Linked DNA regions of Gossypium hirsutum: region 1 is linked to region 2. The links are chromatin contacts, called in public Hi-C maps. All regions are on one chromosome and are shown on one strand. Each heading gives the region's core, a stretch centred on a gene start, on an enhancer-like site or on the middle of the called end of the contact. The rest is flanking DNA. Distances are from core to core; before and after follow the strand shown. Region 1 holds the start of LOC107961624 (phosphoinositide phosphatase SAC3). Region 2 holds the start of LOC107963155 (adrenodoxin-like protein 1, mitochondrial).

Region 1 (2,700 bases), core at 77-2,576, 670 kb after region 2:
GCCAATCTGCCTTCTTTTTGTAATAAGCAGCATATAATAAGGCCCCAAAAATTTAATAAACCCTAAAACATGGAACAATTTTTACGTATTAGATTAACAACATTTGAATAAAATTAATAGTCTCCTAAAACCATAACCTAATTTCAACATCCATACCAACAATGCCATAACAAATTGTAACGAATCTCAATCCACCGGTGGATATATTTCCTTCATGTATCCGCCTCAACAACTCAGAGCATTCACTCTCTGTATACGTGGTAGAGTCTTCCCGAATGTTCAGCTCGGAAGGATCAAGCCGGTCTATCTTTAACACTCTCCAATAAGTTCTACTCTTATCCCTTCCAATCATATAAAAGTTCTGTACACAAACACCAAAATAAAAATAAGTTCAACATCAAAACAAATCTACTTAAGTAAAATTACATCAAAATCAAGTTGATAACAACGAAAATTAAAGATATCACAATGAGCTCAAAGCAAACAAATAAACAATAAAAAAAATTAAAAAACAGAAATGAAAGAAAAAATTACCGATCGAGTTTCGTAGAGTCTGAATTTCTGCATACATGTAGAAGTTTGAGATTGGGAGGAGCTCTCATGATTGTCAATGTTATCGCAGCAATATTTTGCAGCGGAGGATTCCATGGTAAGCTTCTTTTTCCTCACCGTTGTTATTTTTCAATTTCAGGTTCAGATCTCCCCCCCGAGCCCCAGGCTCAGGGAATTTATCAGAAGAGCATGCACTAACGATGGAACTTTCTCGCTATTTACCTTTGGTTTACGTTGAGAGAAAAATCCATACCTCAATACGGAAATTTGCCTTATTCTTGCCAAACCACAATCGGTCCTCCTTTGCAAATAATGGAGCTTGGCTGCTTCAAATACAGCATCTTCTTTTGAAATCGAAAGAAGCAACAAGAAAACGGGAAACTCAGGAGACCTGGCTAAGGACGTTTGACCGACCTTTCCTTAATCCCTAACTCCAATTATCTTCCCCTTCACATCCAAATGTCAAACGCCGAATTTACCCCAAATTCGACATGATTTGTGATCTTTCTCCAATCAGGGCCGTAATTGCAGAGATCGAAAATAAAATTAAACAAGATTGTATTTATATATCATTTTAACATATAAAAACGGGAATCTTATCGTTTTTTCTTCTGTGCAGCGGGCTAAAAATAAAATTGGAAGTTTATAAAAGAAGGGAAGATCGAGATTTAGAGTTTATTTTTATTTTAGATGAAAAGGTAGCTGCTAGGTTAATATTAGTGATGTAGGAGCTGGGTTTCCTTTTTCCTTTTTTTTTTTTTTTAATTTCCTCTTAATCATGATGATGTCGTGTTTAAAACTACATCAAGAAAAGCCTAATTAATTAATTATATTATTTCCCTCTTCCACCCTTGTGCATCCCTCTACTTTTGCTTTCACTCCCTCTACTTCTCACACATTTTAAATTTAGTCTTTTCAGTTTTGATTGCGATTATGTGTATTTTTTAAATCCCATGCATCCAATGTTCAATTTGAAATGTAAACATCTTTATTTTGAATCTTGGTTTTTAACACTAGTTAGTGGTGTGTTTGTACACTACTTAACATTCTCTTTTGTTATTTAATAAATTCTAATACACTACTTACATTCTCTTTTCTTATTTAATAAATTCTAATTTTCTAGAACTTGTTTAACTAGCATTGTAATTCTTATGTCATGTTTAGTAATAGAAAATTATGAATAATATTTTAGAAAAAAGTAATTAAAGTTATCAACAAGTGGTTGGGTGTAATACTAAGGCACATTACACTTTTAAAGGAAAAATTTAAGTTCGAACATTAGAGATGACATTGTTAGAAGGATGGATAGTAATGAATCTTGAATATGAAATATAAAAGTACTTACTCATCTAATTTAAGGGATTTTTTTTTTTACTATCATATCAATTAGACTTCCATTGTTAAATTGAAATAGTTGATTAAATAGTTAAATTTTGAATTTTAAGGAAAATTGATAAATTTCACCCTTAAGTTTTATATTTTTTTGCCACTTTTAAAAAACAATTTGGCCCTCAATCTTGTATAAAAAGTTGAATTTGATGATCAATCTTTTTAAGAGAGTCGAATATTTTTTTAACAAAAATCTTGATTAAAACTTTAAATTTTTAATTTTTAAACATGGAAGCCTGTATAGCAATTCACATGTACTTGATGCTAATTTTTTGAAATTTTACAATTTATTTTTAAAAAATTGAATATGTTTATTGTTTTTAAATTATTTGTTGGACTGTCAAGTACACATAAACTATCATGTGGGCCATCACGCTAACATCGTTAAAAATTTGACATTTTAATTAGTATTTTTGTTAAAAATATAATTTAACTATTTTTAACATTGTTAACGACAAATTAAGCTAAAATAATAAGAAGAACCAAATTGACAAATATTATAAACATTAAAACTAAATTTATCATTATGTCAATTTGTATTATTATTATTTTAACTATTATTATTGAAGAAGTCTAAGAATACAATCACTAATAATATACATCCCATCCATTAAAATAAATATAAACTTAATATAAAATACAACTAAATTATAATCAAAATTTATTCGAAACTAAATTAGAAAAAAATTGTAGAATATTTATACAAACTCAAACTTAAATATTAAATATTTAAAAAATTATCTATGCATAACATTTATA
Region 2 (2,700 bases), core at 153-2,652:
CCAGATCTCATCAAATGTTTGTCTGAGTTCAATCATATTTTCTAATGTAACTGTCATCCAAGATTAAGCTCTATTAGTCTATTTTGCTATCCCTTTGACAAATCCAATAATGCCACAATGACCAACGTTAATCAAATCATTCCATCTCCTTAGAAAATAAAATCAATGCCATACTATTTCCTTTCTGTAGACAAGACAAGAGACCGTTCTTTCATAAGAAAACTGATCTACACTAAGTCATCATAAGCTCATCAAAAACTACAATAATTTCATTATGTTAACAACGAATATGTTCAAGACTATCTAAAGCAAAATCATTTGCTCATTCACTAGCATAGTTAACACATTTCTTCTCCTGATATCATAACTAGCTAACCATGAAAGAAGCTAATCTCATTAGAGTTCACAACTAAAACTTCCACTTTAATCCTGATAAACTGCTATGTTTTCCATCATTTACACTCCACAGTCCAATATTCCCTACAGGTCAAGCATGTCATAACCGGCAGGATAACTTGGCCAATTGTCAACAACTACCAAATATATATATATATTTTTTATTGAAATATAAGAAAATAATCATCACTAACCGTAGACCACTGGTAATGACTGCAATGCCTTTGTTTATATCTTGATCTAGACATATATGCATATCCACCTGTCAAAAAAAATGCAATGTGTATATCTTGCTCAAAAAGATAGTTTCATACAAACCATGCATTTGTAGGAGCCTAAAAACTATACCACAATCATCAAAACAAGTTGTCAACTTAGTAACTAAAAGGGTATCACATTTTTATTTAGAAATATCTCTAAATATTAATATTGCCAATAGCAAATAATAAAACTAAAATTCAAACCATAAGAAATGAAGTCAAATTGAAAAGAAAAGTATACCTCTTGATAGCTCCTTGGCAACCCGAAATCCAACTCTACAAAGCCTAGAAATTAACATAACTCGAAATAGAAAAGCAGGCCCTATTTAAGGAGGAGGGGGGGAAGGCTTTAGAGCTAAAATTTTTCAAACTTTAACAAACACATCAAAGTCTAAATGGACTTGCATGTAGAGCGAATTAATCAATAAAGTTCAACTGGGTATTCATCTAAGCTGCTGCATATTGATATAGACAAGTACTTAAATCTCCAGAAAAGAAGACATAACGAAAAAAGTGAGTAAGCGACCTTTTGTAACGAGAGAAGAGGAAATTGGAACTTGGTCTGGGACAGTGATCTCTAATGCGCGTTAAGACGAAAACTCTGACTAGTTTTGAAGGCAAATGGTGGCCGCCGGCGAGGGCAGTTGGCTGAGGTTAGATGAACAAGTTTCTTTAGAATAATATGCGCCGTAGAGACTACCGGGTAGAAGATGAGAGATTGAACGACGCCGTTTGAAGGAACTTTGACACTAGGAAAAGGAAAATAAAATGTTATTGCAGTGGAGATGCGGGGGATCGAACGCTGTACCTCTCTCATGCAAGGCTAGCGCTCTACCATTTGAGCTACATCCCCTCGTGCTTACCATGTTCTAACTTCTTAATTAATACTTATTTTGAAAAAGTTAAATCAATTGAAATATAATATTTTCAATGATTTATTTCTTACATATTTGATAATACAAAATAAAAATAACTGAATAGAATTTTTCTGTGAAAAAGATAAGTAGATAATAGCTATTTATAATTTATTTTAATTTTTATTAAATTTTGATTTGGTTTAAAACAAAATGGAATATTTAAAAGTTAAGGATAAATGTAGAATATTTTTTATAACTTAAAATTTATATTTATCAAACAATCGAATTACATTCACTATTTAATTTTAAACAATATGTCAAAAAAATTATAATTTAAATTTAGTAATACTTAATTATTAAGTTATACATCACTCTATTTTCTTATATATCATACATCACCTTAGACATCATAATTAAACGTAAACTACATCTCAGGCCACATATCTATGCTAATTTTTTTTTCTATTTTTTTTATCTAATCATAAAAATTATAAAATAATTAATCAATTAATAGTATAAATTTTGTAACGGAAAGATGATTTGGCTATTTTAAAATAAGCATATTATAGTTTATAAATAATATATATATATATATATATATATATATACTTGGACGGTGTAAGTAAAGTTGTTTTCTAAAGGAAAATGATTGTTGATGTCGCTTATTCTAAAATAAATAAAGGTATAATTATTTATTGGCCCTTTAATTTTATAAAAAAATTATTTTAACCTTTTATTTAATTTTTAAGCTTCTTTTACTTATAAACTTGTGTTTTTTTGTCAAATTATATTAAAATGAATGAAAAATTAACATTATTTAACTTTGCTGACGTGAAATACACATAGACGACATATCAATATTTAATTAATTTTTTAAAAATTTAAAAATTATATAAAAATATTTTTAAAATTAAAAATCATTAAAATTATTTAAAATATTATTTTTAATATATATTTTTTAAAATTTTAAAATTAATTAAATTCTTTTGTGTCATTTATGTGGTAATTTACTTGTATTTCACGTCAGTAAAATTAATTTTTTATCTGTTTTAGAGCTATTTGATAAAAAATATAAATTTTAAGACTAAAAAAGATAAAAAAATTAAATTGAGGACTAAAATAAAATTTTTATAAGTTAAAAGGTAAAAAAATTATTATACTTAAAATTAAAAAATAAAATAAAATAG

What was found. A called contact is a pair of places that touch in the nucleus more often than the background predicts.
Region 1: a contact with region 2 is called in a Hi-C map of leaf, with 2.4 times the contacts expected there. The contact joins the promoter of LOC107961624 here to the promoter of LOC107963155 in region 2. A contact is called at or near these places in 8 of 34 Hi-C or Micro-C datasets (callus, leaf and petal).

The regions. Positions count from the first base shown.
Region 1 is chrA06:23,375,651-23,378,350 of Gossypium_hirsutum_v2.1, forward strand. LOC107961624 (phosphoinositide phosphatase SAC3) reads right to left here and starts at 1,327. Exons shown (of 16, transcript XM_016897676.2): 1 at 535-1,327; 2 at 157-361; 3 at 1-62. The coding sequence starts at 648.
Region 2 is chrA06:22,704,801-22,707,500 of Gossypium_hirsutum_v2.1, forward strand. LOC107963155 (adrenodoxin-like protein 1, mitochondrial) reads right to left here and starts at 1,403. Exons shown (of 8, transcript XM_041115932.1): 1 at 898-1,403; 2 at 591-658.